Regions from separate parts of the Mus musculus genome. Here region 1 is linked to region 2. Evidence: chromatin contacts called from public promoter capture Hi-C data. All regions are on one chromosome and are shown on one strand. Each heading gives the region's core, a stretch centred on a gene start, on an enhancer-like site or on the middle of the called end of the contact. The rest is flanking DNA. Distances are from core to core; before and after follow the strand shown. Region 1 holds the start of Bhlhe23 (basic helix-loop-helix family, member e23). Region 2 holds the start of Gata5 (GATA binding protein 5).

The links. Promoter capture Hi-C pulls out the DNA fragments that hold promoters and counts their contacts.
Region 1: a promoter capture Hi-C map of stem cell-derived epiblast-like cells shows a contact between it and region 2, with 4 times the contacts expected there. The contact joins the promoter of Bhlhe23 here to the promoter of Gata5 in region 2. A contact is called at or near these places in 21 of 39 promoter capture datasets (the 3T3-L1 cell line, 3T3-L1-derived adipocytes, the C10 cell line and 13 more), 1 of 15 datasets of contacts at CTCF or cohesin (large pre-B cells), 9 of 484 Hi-C or Micro-C datasets (CD4 T cells, embryonic stem cells, large pre-B cells and 1 more), 3 of 115 datasets of contacts at active chromatin or transcription factors (embryonic stem cells and pancreatic cancer cells) and 1 of 9 other capture datasets (liver).

The regions. Positions count from the first base shown.
Region 1 is chr2:180,774,549-180,779,039 of GRCm38.p6, forward strand. It overlaps Bhlhe23 (basic helix-loop-helix family, member e23), which reads right to left and starts at 2,352. Exons shown (of 1, transcript NM_080641.5): 1 at 1-2,352. The coding sequence starts at 2,195. The coding sequence ends at 1,524.
Region 2 is chr2:180,331,190-180,336,291 of GRCm38.p6, forward strand. It overlaps Gata5 (GATA binding protein 5), which reads right to left and starts at 3,490. Exons shown (of 6, transcript NM_008093.2): 1 at 2,637-3,490; 2 at 1,107-1,282. The coding sequence starts at 3,180. It overlaps Gata5os (GATA binding protein 5, opposite strand), which reads left to right and starts at 1,668. Exons shown (of 5, transcript NR_045877.1): 1 at 1,668-1,839; 2 at 2,479-2,754; 3 at 2,993-3,132.

The DNA.
Region 1 (4,491 bases), core at 1,102-3,601, 440 kb after region 2:
TATGGATCCATTGTAAAATCTCAGCATTTCTTGGGGCCGTAGAAGGATTCCAAACCAGTATCACTGTCTGACAATTGAAATTATGAATCAAATCATAGATGTACACTTAATTTGATATTAAATTTTAATCATATTTTTAAAAAAATAAGTTTTAAGTACTTTATTCTGCACACTACCCCTCGTCTAAATATAAATAAAAGACTTTGAAAAATAATAGTGGGTAATGACCCCAGAGCTAACAACACTTGAGTTTCCAGTTTTCCCTGTTCATCTTAAGCGAACTTGAAAAACAGTCTGTTTTGAAATGTGCAAAATAGATTATTTTAGGGGAGGGGAAAGACACTTAAGAAATAAAAAATAGAAATTAGCAGAAACCAGTATTAAGCATACGTCTTTATGAATAAGACTTAATCACACACGTCATTTTGCAAATACAAAAGGGCCTTTTCCAATGCGTTAATTCAAGTTAAGCGCTATAGACAGGCGCTTTGCTGAGCAGTGGCCCTCTCCCGATTTGCTTTGCATCAATGAAAGCCAAGAAAACTGGGTAAATGGAGGCGGAAGCTGCTGATGGCCACAGAGGAAAACCAGGCAACATCTGAGACGCGCGGGCTAAGGCTCAGACTAGGTACAGTGGCAGGATTCTGGGCTGTGGTCCGATTTGGGGAGCGACCAGTTCCCATTCAGTCCAACACCTCACCGGGTACTCACCGGTAGCCCGGCTTCCTCCAGAAGTTCCCGAACTGGCGCAGAGGGGACTTGGTTGGTCCTGGAGCTAGACTAGACTCTTCGGCTGACCCTCCAGGGTCAAGTAGCCCTGAGCAGGTTGTGAGGGCTCCACCAGTCCCCTTGGGACAAGTAGAAAGAAGTGAAACCCAGCTCAGCCCACAGGAGGCCGGCGGTGGCGCTCCAGGCTTATTTAGAGATGTTTCCACAGACTTTTGAGGCTGGCTTGAATTTCCTGAGCCTCTGGGCAGGCAAGAATGTTAACAGAACAAGCTCAGACTTGGAAAACGTTGTAAAGCTCACCTCCTGGGATCTTCCTGCGTCTGCCTCCACGACCTCTCCAAAGGACCTCGGCGTAATTTTGCTTTTAGGCCGGGTCTGGAGTCTTGGAGCCAACAGAGGCCCGAGGTGAGGGGCCGCACCCGTCCTGAGGAACAGGTCTAGTTGAAGCAAGCAAGGCCCTGCAAGTTGGCTTAGAAGGGGCTGGGTTCCCCATCCAACGCTAGGATGTGGTCAAGCGCGATGCTCTGTGCCTGCGCTCCTGAGCCTTGGGCAGTCACCTGTCAGATGTGGGACCATTCACTAACTGCTCACTCCCGTAGCCTTTTAGCTGAGATAGTTCAGTGGATGCGGCAGGGTCTAGAGTCCAGCGCCAACTCTCTGGCTTTCTCAGACGGACTTCTCATTCTGCACCCAACAGTTCTGTAAGCGGAGTACTGGGCTTTCTCATAGAGTCCCGCCAGCGAGGACAGGGAACAGTCTAAATAGAAAGGCGGCTGCAGAGGGGATCGGAGCCCTCAGGGCTTCTCGCCGCAGTGTTTGCAAAGCGCCGAGGGCGATCCTGAGAAGGTGGCACACTTGTCTGGGCAGGGCCCGAGCGCGGTGCCCGCCGAGAACGGGTAAATCGCTGCCTGGCCAAAGGGCGTTAGAGGCGCGGCGGCCACCGGCGCCGCGAGGCCCTGGCCTTGGTTGAGGTATGCTACCAAGCGCCGCATCTCCTCCAGGGCCTGCGCCTGCATGAGGATGTAGTTTTTGGCCAGCAGAAGTGTGGCTATCTTGGAGAGCTTGCGCACCGACGGGCTGTGCGCGTAGGGGATGACTGCGCGCAGTCCGTCCAGCGCGTCGTTCAGGTCATGCATGCGTCGCCGTTCGCGCGCGTTGATGCTGAGCCTCAGCGAGCGCTGCTCCCGGGGCCGCCGCCGTGCGTCAACCGCAACCCCGGACCCTCGCCGCCGCCGCCGCCTCTCGAAGGCTTCGTCCTCGTCGCCGCTCTGCTCGCCGCTGCTCTCCACCGTCGCGGCGGGGACACGAGAAGCGGGAGCCGCCGGGAGGTCGCCACCCGGACCCGATGCACCGAAGCCGCGTGTGGTCTCCGGTCCGCGCGCTGCAGCGTAGGCGTGGCCGGTCGCCGTGTAGCTGTGGCTCAGCGCCAGGTACGAGTCCCCCGACAGCGACTTGAGCTCGGCCATGACCTCTGGAGCCCGCTACGGCAGTATGGCTTCTTGCCCTGCGGGCGCGTCCACCTGTCCAGCTGTCTGTCAGTCCCCGGGCCTGCGCGTGGCCTCTCCGGCCGGCCACCCTTCCTGCGCCTTCTCACCAAGGCGCGTGGCCGGCCGGGGCCGCTCTACCTCCCACTCGTATTGGCTTCGTTTTTAAGCTGCTGAGGCTCCCGATGGGACTTCACGCCGTCCAATCAGAGGGGACCTGCTGCCGGCATCTTCCCAGCCCCGCTCCACCCTCTATGCGGACCCACGGGCCTGAAGATGGGAGCCGCGGAACCTGAGGGCGCTTTGCCTGCTTCTTGGCCCCTCAACTGCCATTTCTTGTTTCCTACGGGGTCACTTTCCCAAAGCTCCAGTCTTGCCTTGTTCTGAGACCCCATCCGCAGGAGCTGCGCGCTGAGCGGGAGCTCCCAGCTGGGTTCTCCTCCAGGTCTCCGTATCCTTGCGAGTTGAACCAAATCAAATCATCTTCCTGTAGGCGGCAGGTCGTCGGTCCCTTCTGTCTGTCGCCTCAACACAAAGTTCTCCTGACAGGTGTATTCCAGTGTGGCTCCCGCGTTTGGGATGAAACCTTTTGCTTAGGACAGACAGACGTTTCCCTCGACTTCTGAGGTGAAGGATTCCCAGTCTTGTCCTGGGGGGAAGAGTATGATGGATTTTCTGTTTTGGCTGGGGAGTGAGGGCTGAGCAGAGGTCGCTGTAGAAGTGTCCAGGTTCCTTCTTGTAAGTGAGGAACTGGGGTTGACTTCACCTGCCCAGGCTTCAGTCTCAGCCCAGACCCCTCCCCACACAACAGATAATCTAGAGCCTGGTGCTTCCTGTGCTCCGGCTGGTCCTGAGTGTCTGGTTCCTATGTTGTTACACACTCAGGAGCAGGGGCTGTGCTAGGGGCTGGCTCATCTTTCCTAGTATGGGAGCCACGAAGCCAAAGTCTCTGCCTTATTGGAGACTCAAACTCTCTGAGGTTAGGAAAGGCAGAGCAGGTTGAGTTTCTGGTACCACCTAGTGCTGAAGGCTCCCTTTCTACCTAAAGAACATGAGGAGCTGCAGGCTGCAGGCTGGCCCTTCATATTTGTCAACTAAAGCCCCAAACATGAAGGCTGCTGAGGGGCTTGGTGCTTTTTGAGAAGTCCTCCAAGGTATGAACTTGTTAGGGCTCTGTGGTTTCAGCAAGAGGTCGATTCTCTTCAATATGGTAAGAGATGGGGTCTCCCTGGCTTCCAACTCTGTTCTGAGTTTCACCAGAAAAAGAAATTATTCAGTTGTTGGGCACTCTCTAAGAGCGCATAGATGCTAGAGGCACACTTGTGAAGTGAGTGTCGGTGAGAGCCATGTGTTTTCTGGAAGGTTCCAGGAACTCTATGTCATCACCAGTATGCAAGAACACAGATACAAACACATATGTGCTTAAGGAACATCAGACTTTGCTCTGGGCCTGGAAAAGAAAGAAACCAGACAACATCTTCTTGACTGCCAGAACTAGTTCACCATGTGGCCAGCTACACTGTGGAGGGCAGGTATCACCTAGAAGGACATCCTGGCCCAAAGAATGAGGTGCTTCTAAGAGTCCTTTTCCAAGTACTTGTCCCTGGGCTGATGGTGGTATGGGTGGGAGTTGGCAGTCCTGAGGCTATGGATCACTTCAGGCAACAAGAGACAAGATCTACAAGAGGAATAATGGGGCCATTGGGATGCAAAGATGGAAAGGCACACAGTAGTAGCACAAGCCCCTGAAGCTGTTCAGGGGAGTCTGTCTCCTTGGATGACAGGGAGGTTGGCCTCCAGAATGACATCCCAAGAGAGTAGTTTTGAAGCTGCCCCTGTGGCAGCAACTGCATAGATTGGAAGGGGAGGACAGCATTGCACTTGTCTGCTCCAGTCCAGTAGAGCTTCCAGAGCCTGACCAAAGCAGTGTGGGAGGCTAGGAAGAGAGCGCTGTTTGCACGGATCCAGGTCTCAGCCTGTGGGTGGAGGACGGCTCCTGTGGCCATGCTGAATGGGAGGCTCTTGGGTGATGTGGAGTGGATATTGTTATGAGTGGGGTGTCAGCAGGGTGCACTAAACTCTAGGCCATGGCCATGGATGTGGTGGGTCTTCAAGCTTTGCTTTAACAATGACTGCTATTGATTTGCATTAAAGATACAACCTGGGTCTATGAGGGATAGACTCTGAGCTTTCTAAACTGCCCAGCCAGGAGAGTAGATGTCCTCCAGTTAGAAGACTAATGTTAGTTGTCTGACAGAATCTATAATCACCTGGGAGG
Region 2 (5,102 bases), core at 2,240-4,739:
ATCTCAGGGCCTCTCATGCCCACAACACTGAGATGTACAGCCCCAAGTTCATGCACTCAGAACCACCTTCAACACAGGCGACAGGCTGGGCCCAGTCCTCAGGCACTGCCTGTTATGGACATGGGGCCTTCTGAAACTTGGAGGGTAAGAAGCCTGCTCCCAGGCAGAGATGTTGGCACTCATAAGGGGTTCACATTTTTAGATAGGAAGGCCTGGTACTCAGGACTAGTCCTGTTCAGGTCTGAGACCCACGAACCCACCATAGTCTTCATAGCAAGAGCATAAGCTGCCAACTCCAACTTAAACACATATTTATAACTTGGCCTGTGAGATGACAGCAAAGATACTTCCTGCCTCAGAAACTTCTGGCGACCCAAGCCTGAACCCTGACATCCCCAACACCTGTGCTGCCATGTACTGGAAAGAACCAAAAGTGAAAATAAGATTTAACCATCCAGCTAAGCAAAGGGCAGAAGCCTGGTTTCCTAGAGACCCTTGAAGCATAGGCAGAAAATGTTTCCCAAGAACACACATCCAAAGACCCTGTCATTTAGGCTCACACACGAGCATCAGTGCACCCCAGCCTTATCTGTGCTGAATCACCTTGAGACCTCTAATACTCAGGACTAGGTTGCCACTTACTATTACCACCAACACAGTCCTACTGCAAGACTGCTCCCTCAGGGTCCCACAGAGACTGTATCCAGGGGTTGTATTTGTGTATATGTATCCAGGGCAGACTCATTCTCAAAACGGATTCTGAGACATTCTGTGAATGAGTAGCAAGTGGCTTTGCAACATATCTTGTTTGTCAAGTACCAAGTAACCGGCAATGGGCTGTAAGGTTACAATGTTGCAGTGGGTTGTGAGACCTGAGCCAGGGCCCTATCAGGACTCCTTGCCTGGATCCTGACAGTCCCATGAATATTTTCAAACTCCAAGAGGAGATGAGTTGGCCTGGCCCAATCCGAGCCCTGGGTAGCCTCCAGTGCCTGTGCTCCCATCTTTAATCCATCCTTCAGGAACCCAGACACTGCTGAGTTTGTAGGAGCCAGCTTGTCCTTTTATCCCCTTTGTGGCCCTGGCCCTCTCCCTGCCACACTCACCAGACGCTTCTGGGGCCTCACTAGCGGTCGGTTGACCCCGTTCATCTTGTGATAGAGGCCGCAGGCATTGCATAGATAGTGTCCGGTGCCGTCCCTGCGCCACAGTGGTGTAGACAGGGCTCCACAGTTGACGCACTCCCGGCCCTCACCAGGGAACTCCTCCAAGAAGTCAGGTACTGTGGGGACAAGAAGCTTGTGGACTGGGGCCTCTGCCCCACCAGGATGCCTGAGGGTGTCTGCTATGCTTGGCCTCCTTTTATAGTGTCTTAAACTTACTCATTTAAAGAGCGATTTATTTATTTATATACTTAGTCATATTTAATTTTCAGTGAAATTTGTTAGGTAGGGCTGCTTTTATAAGGCAAGAGTGTAAATAAGCCACACTCTAAGGTAGATGCCTGAGATGGTCCCTTTCTTAACTAGGTTCCACACCAGCCTTTTTATTTTTAATACATTTTGGAAGCAGGCAGAAGGAAATGGATGGTAGAGCCTTATTTCTCTCCCTCCCCTGTCCCACTCAAGGATCTCCAGTGTAAAAGAGAACAGGCCTCAAGGTCAGAAGATTGGGAGACAGAGATTTGAGATTCTACAAGGGCCTACTGCCAGCTTTGTTGTGGGATCAACCATTGTCCTCCCTCAGAAGACAAGACACAGGGACATCAAGGGACCACACATATGCAAGCAGTGAGACGTTGGCTCAGGGCAGGGAGGATCAGTCATCTACTGGCTGGAGGTGGGTAAAAGGCACAGGGGCTGTCCTTGTCCCACTAACTGTACTAGGTCAGCTTGAGACCTGTCTGGGGCTGTGAATCAGGGGCCCAAGCTTCCAAGTAGCTGGAGGCATGGTTTCAACAAGGCCCAGAGGCTGCAAACAGAGCTTGGCCCTCTTTGCTGTGTCTGTTCCTCAAAAAATACTCAGAAAGCCAGACAAATGATTCCACGATCAACAGTCTTGGAATCCAATCTAACCTATGTTCCTGTGAGGTATGGAACTCTTAAGATGGAACGTTGCAGAACAAGATGGCTGTGGTGACTTTATCAAATAATCGCTGTTTTAAGCTTTATAAAATTCATTTTCAGCTCCGCTCATGCCTGTAAACTCAGCACTTTGGAAGGCTGAAGCAGGAGGTTTGCTGTTAAGTTTGGAACTAGGTTGTCTTAAAACCAAAAAATACTTTCCAAAACTTCCCGTGAAAACTTTTTAAATGTAGGTTCCAAATCGACATAACCCAGAATGCTTTTTTTTTGGGGGGGGGGGGTTGGTCGGGTGAAAAGCAGAAATATATTATTTTCTTGCTATTGTGCTGAGAAAAGAATTCTGTATCGAGCGTTTTTCATCGTATTGTGTTTCATGAAGTTTCCTGTGTCCTAGCAATTCTAGGCGGGAATCTGCGTGGTCGGACTAGGCAGAAAAGCCCTGACTGCAGAAGAACGCATCTCGGATTTTTGCATTTCGTAGCGCGCGGGTTTATTGCTGCGCGCCTTAGTTTTAGAGCCAGGTCCACCGGGCAGCCCCAGCCCGGTACTCACCGAAGCTGGTCCTGCGGCCAGGGAGGCCACCAGGGCGAGCTTGCAGACCGTGCAGGATGCTGCTGTCGAAGGCTCCGGAGGTCCACGAAGGGGCTACGTCGGAACTCATGTATGCTGGGTAGGTTGTGGGGTACGAGGCGCCCATGGGTCTCCCGAGCGGGGTCGGGTACTGTTCGCGAGCCAGCAGCGCGCCCTGGAAGGCGCCGCCGTCCCGGACCCCCGCGCTGCCGCCGCTGCCCGACCCCGGAGGGCTGTGAGCGAACGGGAAGGTGGTGGCTCCCGGTGGGTGTGCGGCTGGCGGGTGCGGGCTTCCGGAGCCGAAGGCTGAGGAATCAGCGGCAACTGCTTGTGTCCAGCTGGAGTGCGCGGCGAGCGCGGGAGCCTGCGAGCCCGGCTCACACGAAGGCAGGTACGGCAGCATGGAGGGCATGCGAGTGGGTGCCACGAACACCGGGGAGCCGGTTCCCGAAGAGTGCAGAAAGGCTCCGGAGTCGGCGTAAGTGCCCTGGCCGGGGCTCTGGGCTAACGCCAAGCTTTGGTACATTTTTTTTCCCCGCGCGAGCTTGACCTGCAGAGAAGAAAGACGGGCAGACGTCTAGGGCAGGATCACTGGGCCCCCTCCATCAGCTCTTGCGCTCGCCCGGGGCAGGTGCTGCTGCTCCGCTTGGGCACTCCACTTTTTTGAGTCGGTTCACCAGGGCAGGTCCCGGGCTCCTCTGGGTGGAATGACAGGGTTAGATGAGGCGCAGGACCCTAGGAACGAGGTCCTTGCCTTGCGCAGAGATCGCCAGCCAAAGCCCTCACAGGAAGGCGCGGCGTTGGCCCAGGGAGGGTGACCGGTGGGTTGTAGACTGGGTCTCCACAGAGCCGCTCTGTAGGGAATCCCGGGAACTTGGGCTGCCCCGCCCCCGCCGTGCCGCCCCTTCTCTCTTCTAGTCGGTCCCTCCCTCCGCTCAGGGTCAGCGCCGGGGCTCCAGCCGCGGGGCCACGTGACCCGAACAGGCTCTGCTGTCCGGCTTTGAGACCACAGCTCGCCCGCGTACCCTCGGCTGAGCCCGAACAAACAGGGGGTGGGAGGAGGCTGAGCGCGAGCACTCCTGGGACAGCAGCAGCTCTGAACCGTCTAGAACTTTGTTGCTACGGTCACGGGTGCCAGTCCTCGCCCCACGTCTATTCCGAGCTCCCGCCCAAAGCTGGTTTAGTGTCCTGTGGCTGAGGCCCTTCTGAATCTAGGGACACAAGGTGCTGGAGCCAAGTTGGCTTGCGATTGATTCCCCCTATACGCCCGAACCTACGTGGGAATCTAGCTTCAATGGCAACCGCAGGGCTCAGGCTGCTATTCTCTCACTGGGTATTTTGTTCATCAGCAATGACTCGAAGTCCACCAGGAACCCCACAGTACTGAGTTTTTGAACAAGGAGGACCACTCGCTGTTTGACCAGCGCCAGCGAACTCTGAGTAGAGTCCTAAGGCCACAATTGAAGACTGTTAGACTCCAAGTCCCGCGGCTTTCACAGGCTGAGGAACTTGGCAAGAGTCTCTTTCAGCAAGAGACTGATGATAGAGCACCTAGCTCAGTTTTGTTGTGACTTATGTCCTCCGGCTTACCTTACTAGGAGTTCCAGATGAAGAGTGGCCAGAAGGTGCAGCAACCCCGGAGGGCTCGAAGATGGCAGCGAATGTTTCTCACTTTCTCATGCTGGCCCCCCCGGGTGCTGCAGACAGATACGTGGGTGAGGCAGGAGCTCCTGAGATAAGGGAAATACACCTACTAACCTTGAAGTCAGTGTCCAGTGTTTCTGCCGCTCAGCGCGGGATTAGTTTATTAGTCAGAAAGGAGTGAACATTGCCTGCACACTGGTGTCCACGCAACCTGCTCTCTTCAGCGTGTGGAGATCTAGTTGTGAGTCACAAGTGGAAGTGAGGGGGGCACCCTGGGCCTGGGGATGGTACAGACTGTCCTGACACAGGCCCCAGAATCTGAGCCATGGAGGTGCAGAGCAGAAGCTGACTTCGGGTAGTCGTGGGAAGGGGAGCTTGCCAGTGCTTCCTGCTTCAAATTACCTCCCACTGCATTCTCCTGGCCTCCCCTTTTCCTCCCTCCTTGAGGTGGGGGCTGAGTCAGGGCTCTTGGTTGATGCTTCCAGCACTGACTTCATGGTTCTCCTTTCTGTGGGATGCGCAATACTTGGGTCTCCAGTCTTGGCATCCCTTTTCCTCGGAACTCTTTAGGCTTCCATTGTGCAGGTCTTCCTCTTTGCAAAGCGTCTTGGAGCAGGAAGGACGTCCAGGTGCCCATCTTGGGAGACTGCTGGGTGCAGTTGGCATTGACCAGTGGGCAGCACGGCACTCCAGCTTCCTCCTGATTATGTTTAAATGAAATGGGAAGATTTCCCCATGTACTCCACCAAGTCCAGGATGAAAAGTGAGGGGAATCACTTGCTGGGGACGGAATCCTCTTCTCCC